3 separate regions of the Rattus norvegicus genome follow, and regions 1 and 2 are each linked to region 3. A link is a contact called in public Hi-C data. All regions are on one chromosome and are shown on one strand. The core of a region is the stretch at or near the end of the contact, and the rest is flanking DNA. Distances in the headings are between cores, read along the strand shown.

What was found. Hi-C and Micro-C count contacts between places; a contact is called where the count stands out from the background.
Region 1: a Hi-C map of Schwann cells shows a contact between it and region 3, with 9 times the contacts expected there. The contact joins the enhancer-like site here to the promoter of Ncoa2 in region 3. A contact is called at or near these places in 6 of 12 Hi-C or Micro-C datasets (the A7r5 cell line, Schwann cells, frontal cortex and 3 more) and 1 of 1 datasets of contacts at active chromatin or transcription factors (oligodendrocytes).
Region 2: a contact with region 3 is called in a Hi-C map of Schwann cells, with 10 times the contacts expected there. The contact joins the enhancer-like site here to the promoter of Ncoa2 in region 3. A contact is called at or near these places in 9 of 12 Hi-C or Micro-C datasets (the A7r5 cell line, the Rat2 cell line, Schwann cells and 5 more) and 1 of 1 datasets of contacts at active chromatin or transcription factors (oligodendrocytes).

Annotation. Positions count from the first base shown.
Region 1 is chr5:10,821,824-10,825,509 of GRCr8, forward strand. The region is part of intron 11 of Ncoa2 (nuclear receptor coactivator 2); the gene reads left to right. Among named protein-coding and RNA genes, the nearest start is that of Prdm14, 40 kb to the right of the region's middle. Within about 2 kb of position 1,833, at least 17 of the 93 cell types and tissues checked have an H3K27ac peak or open chromatin away from gene starts, as enhancers often do. A contact at or near this core is called in the A7r5 cell line and Schwann cells, where this site is marked.
Region 2 is chr5:10,473,704-10,477,883 of GRCr8, forward strand. No RefSeq gene overlaps it. Among named protein-coding and RNA genes, the nearest start is that of Trnaa-agc87, 3.4 kb to the left of the region's middle. Within about 2 kb of position 2,073, at least 4 of the 93 cell types and tissues checked have an H3K27ac peak or open chromatin away from gene starts, as enhancers often do. A contact at or near this core is called in Schwann cells, where this site is marked.
Region 3 is chr5:10,616,180-10,620,118 of GRCr8, forward strand. It overlaps Ncoa2 (nuclear receptor coactivator 2), which reads left to right and starts at 2,543. Exons shown (of 23, transcript NM_031822.2): 1 at 2,543-2,673. LOC120103350 (small nucleolar RNA SNORA40) reads left to right here and starts at 370; the gene lies at 370-491.

The DNA.
Region 1 (3,686 bases), core at 583-3,082, 200 kb after region 3:
GGGGCCTTAGAATGGCCATAATTTGCTCTTGAAAGTTGTGTTGCAGGTAGGAAAATACCGTCAAGAGAGCTGTACCCCCATCCCACACTGTGCCTTTGAGCCTCCTGAATCCACAGAGGCTGCATTTGGGGGCAGTCCCTGCCAGCCAAGCTGGTTCTGAGGACTTGATCTCCTGTTTCTTTCCTGGTGATGTCAGCGGTTGCCGCCATTCCTGAGAACAGATAGAATCATTTCATTCAGGCGTCCATGTTGCTCACAGGGGAAGCAGGCGAAGATTATATTGACATTTTTGGTGATTAATCCTAAAGTGGGATGCAAGCAGCAGCTCTTTTAGAAGGCTGTAAATTCATGCACTGGGGCACCGAGGCCTCAACAGAAAGTTAATGGCGGTGTCTTATGTGCTGTGCTGTGAAGATCATGTTGACGACTGGCTTCGATCGCTGAGGCGTACTGGATTAAAGTATGCAGAGCCAGGGGCAGGTCAGAACAGCATGCACAGACAGAAGGACAGACAGCATCACTTAGGTGTTTTAGCAAGCTAGAGGGCAGATTAGTGACTCAGGAGATGACCAGTGCTCAGTGATCACCTTCCCTCCATAGATAGACTGTGTGTCTGTCTCTGACCCCAGACCTTAGAGACTTAGAGGGCAATGAAAGCCATCACTGATGTTTGTCATTACTTTGTATATATATGATTTCACTAATCTCAAACAGAAAAGAGTTTTAGGGGGTTGGTTTAAGTCTTTGAATCACTTGAAATTTTTGTATTTGGGAAAAATTATTTTCTAATCAAAATTATCTGAGAAACAAAGACTAGTATGAGTCGGTATAAATCTGTTGTTCGAAGATGAAAAAAAAAAAAAAAAAACCAAGGCACACACGCTCACAGGCAGGAAGTATATTTCCTTAATGAAGTCACACCCCTTGCTCACCTCTCTGCCCTCTCCCAAACTCTATCTAAAGGAAAGTTTCATGGAGCCAGTTTAGCATAAAAAACAGCAAGGAGAAAGAAAAGCTACTCCAGGAAGTGTGCGTTACCTAAGCTAGACCCCTTAGCATGAGAAGAGAATGCAATTCCTTTCCCTCCTGCTCGCCTTTGCTCCCTAAGGACAGTCTCCTCACTGTCCCCTTCAGAGGAGTACAGTGTTATTCAGTAAACGCGCGGACTGCAAGGCTGTCCTGTTGTCTTGACTTAACTGAGTGTGTGTTTAATGTGTTCCCGACTTCTAAGGTCAGGAAGTACTTCAGAGTACAGCATCATTACACAGAAAATGACCTGTTTTTACTGGGCGTAACATTCAAACAAGATGCCTCTACGACATTTCCTAGCCAACAGGAAACAGAAACTGACAGAAACATTGCCAGTATGTTCACTGCTTTAAGTCATGTGCTTCTTTACACAGTGGAGCGGGTCTGATACTCTGTACTCTGCCAGGCAGTGCTCCCGGCTCCTGCTTTCTTTGAGGACGTGGGAACGGTCTCCCGTTGGTTGACTCATTAGAAAAGCCGTGTTAAACTGGCAGTGCCCAGACGCTCCTCCAGATACTAGAATTCCTTCAGTCTGTGCTGAGCTAATGTATGGTACCCTATTTTTATTCAAAGTGTTTTCAAAAGATTCTTTTTAATTTATAGGATACTCATGCTCATGTGTTTCTTTATTCAGAGAACAAGTTGATTTTGGACACATGAAAATAATTATAAAACTAAAAAGAAAAAGGAAAGTTAAAGAAATCAAGTCTATTTTTCATTTTGTAGAACTTAAAAAGAAAAAAACTCTGACTCATTTTCTGCCAGAAATAGTTGAGACTGACTGCTGAAGTTGATGTGGCTAATTTGAGCATTCAAGTAGATGCCTAAGTGAAACTTTGAAGCGTCTGCAAGGCATTTTAGAGGAAGGCATTGATCTCGTTGTCTTGCAAAGAAAATGAGCCTAACCAGTGAGAAGGGCCTGGTGACATCAGTGAGATGTAAATTACAAAGCCACAGAAGACATCTTCTCTCAGAAACATCAAATTGTCACACTTAACCCTTCCAGAAAGTAGTAAAATCAAATCTGTCTGAGGGTAGAGCCACGCTGAAATCTCCCTCCTGTCAGACCGTTTAAACTTAGAGCCAGGCACAGTAGTGCGCTTCTGCAGTCCCAACGTTCCAGAGCTGAGAACTGTAAATTCAAGGTCAACCTTACATCAGGGAAAGAAAAGTTAAACTGATAACAAGTTAATGACAAATGCCTGTTCCAAAAATTGACAAGGAATAAATTCTGGCAAAGCAATGTCTCTAAAAGTTCACGGTGCGTCTTGCAATGTTAGTTAGCCTGAGTGAGTTCAGAGCAAGTCCTGTCTCTGAGCCTGTGGAAGCAGGCCTGTTCACAGGGAACACTGCAGTGCTCTCGGCTGTGCTGCTGCCAACTTCTGCCTCCCTCTGCTCCTCCCGTCCCTCCTCTGTTCCTCCCTCCCTCCTCTCCTGCACTGGAAACCGAACCTAAGGCCTCCTGCAAGCCTCATGACTGAGTTACACTCTCACTCCCATAGACCACACCCCTGTAGTCCCAGCACTGTAAACCAGAGGTGGGGAGAGCAGGAGGTAAAGCTAGGATCCGCTCCATAGGAACTTGGAGACCAGCCTGGGACCTCGTCTCATAATTTTTCTCATATAAATTGATTTTAGTTATTCATATTGATTTTAGTTTAATACACATACATATGTATATATTAAACATTATTTGTGCCTGTAATGTTAAAATATATGTCAAGTGTTGAGGATTTACATTTATATATACTTAAATTAGCATGTTACACAGAATTACCATGGCCAGATGTGGTGGTGCACACATTTAATACCAGCATTCAGGAGGCAGAAGTAGGCAGTCTGGTCTGTGTAGAGTTTCAGGACAGCAAGGACTACATAGGGCACTGGTTCTCAACCTGTGGGTTAAGACCCCTTTGGGGATCACCTAGGACCATTCGGAAACATTTACATTATAATTCATAAACAGTTATAACATAATTCTATGCCTGGGGGTCACCACATCACGAGGAATTGTTTTAAAGGGCACAGCATTAGGATGGCTGAGAACCACTGAGTCTCTAGGAAGGGAGGAAAGAAGGAAAGGCCAGGCACGGTGCAGTGAACCTAGAATTCCAGCTCCCAGGAGGCAGGCAGAGTACAGCACCTCACATTCAAGGCCATCCTGGGCTACATCTGTCTCCAAAATTTCTTTTAACAAAAATTTTTATTGTGTTTAAGGTAGATTATAATTTTGTTTGCGTAGCCTATAACAGGAAAAACATCTCGTCATAGCAAACTCAAGTGCATCTATTAAGAAATGAACACACACACACACACACACACACTTCTGGCTTGGTTCGCATGAGCCTATTTTCTATAATTCTCATGGGGCAATCTGCCAGGCTTTGCCAGAGGCAAATTACCATTTATTTCTCCTTTCTTCCTCCCCTGCACACTGAGCTTTAAAAGTCCTCAGGATAAGGCATTGTTACAGGACACTACTTCAAAGATCAGAGGTAGCTCATTGGAGCCCTGTTCTCATCTGTTGAGACAGAACTAACCAGAAGGTTATCACAGAGGCATAGAAAACACTTTTCTGAGGAGTCAGGAAGCTGTAGGAATTTCTGTTGTAGTTTTAATGATGAAAGGAATTCATCTTGTTGACTGCCCCCCTACCC
Region 2 (4,180 bases), core at 823-3,322, 140 kb before region 3:
GTGTGTGTGCACATGCACATGTGTGTGTGCACGTGTGCATGTATGTGTGTGCACGTGTGTGTGTGCTTGTTTGCATGGCTGTATATGGTGTGAGTGTGAATATGCTTGTCTGCATGTATGTTTATGGTGTGATGTGGGTGTTGTGCGGGTGTGAGCTTGCTTGTTTGACTGTGTAGGTACACATAGGCCTGGCTGTTCATGCAAATGAGGCTGGGTCTCTTGCTGACCCTGGAGTTTGCCACTTGGGTCAGTTGGGTTAGCAGGCCTGCCCCAGGGATCCCTGATTTCTGTCTTCCAGGATTATAGTTGAAATCCACATGCAGGGGCCTCTGTGTAGAGATCCTGGCTCTGGTCCTCCTGCTCCCACAGAGTCCCTCCCCTGCCCTGATGAAATATCTTAAAACTAGCTCTATAGACTGTAGGTTTAAGTTCAAGCCAGATTAATCTCTAAGGCCCTCTAGCCAGCTTTCTACAGGCCTGCTCAGCACGCCGTTGAAGGCCCGTAAGCCTAGCGTGGGGAGGTAGAAGCAGGTGCTCAAGGCCAGTGCGGTCTATTGTGAGAGTTTGCCCTAAAATAGAGCAACCCTACAAATAAATAAAAATAGATAAACAAATAAATAGAATTCCATTATGCAGCCAGAGTGATTTTTTTTCTGAATACAGAGCGTCCTTCCCCTGCATAAAATAGGTCCATCCCATTCCCTGCTCCTGAGGTGAAGGTTGGGTTTATTAACATGATTGAGGCAGCTCCCTATGTTCTGGCTTCCTACCCTTTACCCTCTCCCACTCTGCCTGGTGCCCTGTCCAAAGATCTTGCTGCTTCCCATTCCTCCACACGCTGCCAACCTCTCTCTGTCCCCCAGACAGCTTCCTGTCCTCGCTGCCTCAACTGATCTATCTCTAGGCTAACTGACAGTTCTGTCCGTCCTTCCCAAGGGCGGTCTGACAGCAGTCTTCAGGCTCTCATTGCTTGTTACATCTTCACTTTGTTTTTTCAGTCAGAGTCTCTTTATTATATGGCCCTGGCTGACTTTGATCTCACAGACCTACTAGTCTCCAGTGCTTGAATTAAAGACATGTACCACGCTGCCTGGCTTACGTATAATAGTATTTATTACATGGATGACAAATTTTCCGGGCAGTGGTGGTACATGTCTTTAATCTTAGAGAGGCAGAGGCAGGTGGATCTCTGTGAGTTCAAGAGCAACCTGGTCTACATAGCAAGTTCCAGGACACTCAGGGCTTGAAAAAACCTAAATAAATAAATAAATAAATAAATAAATAAATAAATAAATAAATAAATGAATGAATGAATGTATACCAATTCAGCCATGGACATTGCCCACACCTGCCTGCCTACATCACTTAAAAATTGTTAAATATAATCATATCACAAGTTATTTTTACAGATAATACAAGACTGACATAAATATTTATCTGTCTACTCCCACCCTTGGTCTGGCTAAAAAGAGGAACCGAACTTATACTCATGACCGTGTGGCCCTTACTTATCTTTGACTACATTTCCTGGATGGGAAAGAAAGGTTTGCAGCTGCAGGAGAGTGCAGAGGATTATGGGCAAGGTCAGCTTGGCAGCAGAGTGTCCCATGGCAGGCCTCATAGAGGCCACAGTGAAAGAGAGATCAAGTGCTTCCGTTCCTTTAAGTTTAGGAACCACCTAGCAATCCACACCTCAAAGAATCGCTGTTCTGTGTGACTGTCCCAGATAAATCTCCCACCCTGGCTGATCTGGGACACCCATGGGTAAAGAAATGATTCCTTTATTCATTTTTTACTGTAATAAGCTCATTCTCTTGGTGTCCTTGGCAACAGAGAAGAACCTTTCTACAGTTCAAGGCCAACACCAGTGCTTCCTATGTCACCTTCACGTCAAGGGACCCCAGGTCAGCAAGCCCTGCTTGCAGGCCATAGAATGACTGTTCTCCTTTACTGTAAAATGTCCTCATTCAGTTCCTATTGAACCGTGGAGTCTGCAGGCAGCCCCATCTCTGTCACACAGAGCTCTGGCCAGTGCAGAGACCGACGGAATGATTACCTCATGATACAGACACGCTTTTCATTTGCCACAGTTCTCTGCTCGCATTTTTTTTCTCAATCAACAGAACTGCAGGGTTGTGACAATTCCTCCCGGTCAGCGGGCGATCTACTGAAGCTACACTTTCCGTCTCCCAGCCAAGTGCCTGGGAGTGCTTGGCGCTGTGCCTTTGAACACGTTCACTTGCAATTCCAACTGCATGGCCATGAATTTTTCTATTGAAACTTCCTATAGAATTCTAACCGGTCTGTGTCCCATTACTCCTATTAGCTAGACAGTGCTGCCCTCCGGGATGACTCTTTTGTTCCCGGAGTTTGTCCCGTTTGCTGTACCTCAGGGGCTGTGTTATTAGCTGCTGGCTTTCTGTGCAATTTTCTTTTCAACCAGTGTGTTAGTCTGATGAAGCTAAATTACATCACAGCAAGCAAGTCACCCCACATCTTGTCTTAAGTAAATAGTTTGAGGTGATGTGTTTCCACTATAATTTTTTTATATTTGTTTTATGAATATGAGTGCTCTATCTGAATGTACACCTGCATACCAGAAGAAGGCATCGGATCCCATTACAGATGGTTGTGAGCCACCATGTGGTTGCTGGGATTTGAACTCAGGACCTCTGGAAGAGCAGTCAGTGCTCTTAACCACTGCGAGCCATCTCTCCAGCCTTCCACTGTATTTCTTTTTATCCTGTGTGAGCATGTATGTGTGCATGTGTGTGTGCATATGTGCATGTGTGTGTGTGTGTGTGTGTGTTGTGTATTGAATTCAAGCCATGGCCACCATGTTGTGAGGTCAAGGGACTACTTTGGGGGTTGTTTTATTCCCCTTCCACCATGGGTTCCAGGATGTAACTCAAATCGTTGACTGATGCTACAAGGGCTTACACTTGCTGAGCCTGGCCCACGCACAGTCTTCTTATACTGGTCAGCAAACGGACCATGATGGCCGTATTCACTCCATGACCCAGACGGGCAGTGATCACTTCACTGATGTCACTGTAGGACACAAAGCTTCAGGATTCGCTGTGAAAGAACAAAGGATGAAGTGTTCATCCATCTATTGCGTGTGGGAGTGGCACATACCATACATGCTAACATTTCATCAGCCAGGACCAGTCCTATGGTTGGAATTAATCTCAAGAGACGTGTGTTCTAAAGGATGAAGAATTGGGGAGAAATCTTGGCCCACATCTAAGACCTCCCACATCAAATGAGATTCAAATTTGCCTAAGCACAAACATCTTCCTTTGCTCTTGTCCTTACATCATCCACAGGAGCAGAACATGGGGTTTTCAGCCCACTTTTCCCACACACAATGTCTCCTACAAAAACAGGAGCATTTTTCTACTCCACGGTCTAGATTGTCTATGGAAACATTAAGCTATGACCAGATTTTGGAAGAAGTTGCTAGGCAGAATGCTAAGGGCCAAGCCAGTGAAAACATGCCTTCTCTCTCCTGATAAGAATGCCCCTTCCTCTGAGTGCTTGGCATCTTGCCTTTGAACACACTCACCATAGAAGGCAGAACTGCTAGGGAAAAAACAGTCTCGTTAACTTGTGAGATTCTTGTTTCTCATCTATAGTCGACTGATCGGTCAAATTGACCAATATAACTGATAGCATGTTCAGCACGTTCAGATACAAGATGGAAATATGACTTTCCTAGGTGGCACCTAAATTATACCACGTGGCTGGGGTAGTCTAGCAGTAGAATTGCACGTTTAGCGTGTATGAGACTCGGGATTTTTAACCTGTAGTACCCTGACCTCCAAAATTGGAAGAAGACACGTCTTCTAGAGAATTTCTGACTTAGTCCCTTTTCCTGTGTCTATGATAAAATATGTCGAGAAGCAATTTAAGAGGAAAGGAGTTTGTTTTGGTTCTGTGTGTCAGAGTACAGTCCATCAAAGGGGGGAATCCAAGTGTTAAGAGCTTGAAGCATCTGGTCATAAGGCATCAAAAATAAGAAACAGGAAATACATGCCTCTGCTCAGCCATCTTTCTCCAACTCTCAGCCTCTCTGCTGGGGGTGTCTAGGTGCCGCTATGGCACCAGGAGAAGGCAGAGCAAAGGCCAGAATGGAGAGGTCACAGCCCAGGTTTCCCTTGGGTCATCAGACCCGGCT
Region 3 (3,939 bases), core at 1,293-3,792:
TGTAGCCTTTCCTTGCTATATGTGCTTTTTTGGCTATCAAGAGAATCTATAAAGTGTTTCCTTCAAGCAAAACGATTCAAGTGCAGAGAGATGTGTGTGGAAGAGCCTACAGAAATTTGTGTAACATTGATTATATCACTTTCACTGTTTTATTGTACTAGTCACAACCTCTCACTCTGCCTGACACATAAAATGTAGCATAGGTATCCAGGTAAAGAAAAAAAACCATGTACCGAACTTGGTACTCTATGTGATTTCAAGGTCACTAGGGGGATTACACAGGCTGAGGTAGGGTCGGGATCTTAAAGTCTAGAGAATGAGGACAAATGCACAAACAAGGCCATATGCTCTGCACAAACAGAACACAGTAGGACTTATGTGTTTGTTGAACTGGCACAAAGACTTATTAGACAAGTGCAAAAGTAAATGGTCTTCTGCAACCCAGAAATCATTGTTCGGTGTGAGTACTAACACATACAGGAGAGATTGTTACTCAAAGCAGCTCAAAGAAGAGGTATTGACAACAAGGCTGGTTCTAAGAATACAAAGTTGAAGATATAAAAGCAAAATAAATAAATACCAGGTTTCTACCAGGGGTGTGAAGTCTTGACACTATTTCAGAACTACCAGGGGTGTGAAGTCTTGACACTATTTCAGAACTGGAGTTACATGCTTCAGGGTCCACTGGAGTAAGGCAACAACCGCTGGTGTGGGGGGTCATAATGCTACTTACTGTAAGAGCTTTGCTTTGTTTGACTTTTTAAGAAACACTCGTGTGTCTTGAGCATTCAGTAAGAAGTTGTACTGAGTAATATGGCATGGAAGCAGGGATGGGTTCGTTCGTGTGGATGATAGGTAGTTTTATATGAATTCTGTTGCCACTGAGCACTGAGGGACTCTGGACACCCCCGCCCCCCAAAAAAAGGAGGAATAGAAAGAGAAGAGTCTTTTTCTTAACTCTTAAGAATTCAGGCCAGGAGAAGAAATCTAAGTCTGGCAATGGGGACACTCCTAGGAGGGACCCAACCTCTTGCAAAAATGTTGTATTAAGAGTGGGGGAGGAAGATCATAAAAACACCCTGCATTTCCTGGTTGTCCCTATGTTCGTGGAACATAATTTAGTTGTTCTAATTATAAAAAATCCTTAAAATTTACTGCTAACATGTGGCTAAAATCAACCATTGCAAACACCAGACACATCCCTGAAATAGAACGTGAAGTATCCCACTGCAGACCTCCTCCTGACTCCACTCACCAATGCTGGCATTTTTTTTTTTACAGCTTTCCAATTCTTTGGGGTTCAAATCTTCCCCACCTTGCTTATTGTGTGACTTCTTTAGGCTTCAATGTTTTGTGAGGTATAAAAATAGCAACAACTTCGTAAGGTTTGAGGATTAAAATCTGGAGAGTGTGTGAATCACTTAACGCAGTGCCAAGACATTACAGTTCAATAAATACTTATTGTCTATGGCAAGTGACCTTTCATAACAGTTAAAATAAGGAAACGTGTTCCTGTCATATTTTGATAACTTCCGTTAAGCAAACAAATGTTGCTCATTTCTTTAAACTAATTATATCTAAATGGAAAAAGAAGTTGCTTTTCCAGAGTTAAAAACCAAAATACATTTAAACGTAATAGTCCTCCAAGTCTCCTCAATTCCAATACTCCATTGAGGATTTGATAATGGATTCCCCAATTAAAAAACAAAACAAAACTTTTGTCTCGCTGCGTGCGGAGAACAGTCCACCCAGTCTTTCTAAACACCGTGCAGCCTTTGCTTTGTCAAGCAATCGCAGGGTGGCACCCCAGTAAGTTCGCCTCCCTCGGTCACGCCCCTCCATCCCCTCCAGAGTTGTTAGGGGTAGCAACTGGGGAGGCGTATCCGCGGAGGAACCGAGGGGACATGGTGGCCAAGGGGTGCGCCCCGGAACAGCGCCTGGGTGCGGAGGTGCGCACGAGGGGTGCAGGCTGCTGGCTACTGGGCCCTGTCGGAGCGCGCGCAGAAGGCACCTCTGGGGCGACCCTGGCACTCGGCTTTCCGCGACCTTCTCGCCGCAGCGTCCTAGCTGTCGGCGGCGCGGCGGTCCCTTGGCCTCCACTCCCTGGCCCAAGCCAGTCCCCCTTGCTAGCTTTCTTTTGGGCACTGCCCTTTGCCCTCACATGGAGTCCTCTGTTGACTTTCCCTTCACTTCCAGTCACCCATAGGTCACGGTCCCTACACCACAGCCACCCATCTTGTTCAACTCTCGGAGCTCTGAAGTCTCGCCAGCCACGGAGATGCTGAGGACCCCGCGGGTGGGGTAGCCCCGATGTTCCCGGGCCCACGCTCGGGGTGCGGGACGCAAGTTTCCGCCCGGTCCCCTGAGCGGTGACAGCGCTCTCTCGGAGGCGGCCGGGAGGCGGAGGGCGGGCCAGCCCCGTGCCCGAGCCCCCTCCCCTGCTCGCGAGCTCGCGCGGTCTGTGTCTCTCTCCGCAAGTGCAGAGCCGCGGAGGAGGAGGGGGAGGAGGAGGGGGAGGAGGAGGAGGGAGCTGGGGGAGGATCTCCATTGAAATAAACAACCAGGCAGCAGTTATTAACACGGGAACATGGCGGCCGCAGCCTGGGCTCCCGCGGCGGCGGCGGAGGTCAGCGCCGACGGCAGCCCGCACCTGACGGCGTGACGGCCACATTGGTAAGCGCGCCTCCCCTGGGGGCTCGCGGGCGGCGGGCGGGGGGCGCCGCGTTCCCACCCGGGCCGCTGCCCTTGGTGCGCGCAGCCCGGCGGAGCCGCGCGCCGGCCGGGCAGGCTGTTGTTGTGTGCGGGCACTGCTGCCCGGGCGTGCGGAGCCCGCGACGCCCATCCTCGAGGCGCGGCCGAGCGGGGGACTCGGCTCCCGGGGGGGTGGGGAGGGCGGGAAGACGCGGAGTCCTCGGGAGAGAAAGGAGGCGCTCGGGCGCCGGGCGAGAGAGCTCGGGAGTCGAGCCCCAGAGCGCGAGGCGGGCGGAGGCTGCAGCCCGCGGCGCCGGCCGAGAGGTGAGCACCAGGCCGGGAAGCAGAGGCTGTGCCGCGGGCCCCTGCTTCGGCCCCCTCGGGGCTGTGCGGCGCAGCCTGGGCAGGCGGGCGCAGTCACGGCCGGTGCTTTCTTCCCGGGAGGCGTGCAGCGGTTGCTGCACGGGTGGGAGCCGGGCGAGGGGAGGCAGGACCTGGGAAGTGCCGGGGGTGTGTGAAGGTGACGCGGCCAGCAGGGGCGGCGGCGGGGGCTGGGGCGTCTGGGGGCCTCAGGCTTGGGTGGCTTCGGGGCGGCAGCGCTCCGGCCGCGCAGGCCGAGCCGCGGTGGGGGCGGGGAGCCGGGGTCGGGCGGCGGCGCCGCGCCGGGCTCGCCCCTGACTTAACTTTCTGGGTGCGGGCATGTGTGCCGGAGGCGCGCTGGGGCCGCGGCCGGGGGCGGGAGGCGGGCTGCGGGCCGGGAGGTTCCGGGTTGGCTCGCCAGCGCCCCCTCTTCGGTCCCCCTTCTGCGGCCCCTGCAGGGACAGGCCCTCGGGGGCCCCCCGCGGAAAGCGGGAGGGGTCCTGGCGGCCCTCGCGCCCCGGTCACGCCCTGGACTGGGGACCCTCCTCTCCGGGCCCCTAGAGGCTCCCGGGGAGGCGGCCAGGGTCGGCGCCGCGGGCTGGAGTGCCCGCACCCCGCCCCTGGGGGAGTCCTGGAGGCGCCGCGGCCGCGCTCGGGGGTGGCTCGGTCCCTGCTTCCATGGTCCCTCCCTTTCCCCTCCCCCAAGTGGCTTCCGGGGCCTGCGGACGGAGGGGCGGGAATCCGGGACCCTAGCCCCTTACTCGCCGGGAGTGGCGTTGGGCCTCAAGCCTAGAGGCTTGTCACTGGCAGGGGAAACTTTCCCAAACCAGAGCCTGAGCTCCAGCACCCTCCTCCGCCACCTCGTCCTCTAATCCCACTCCCACTCCA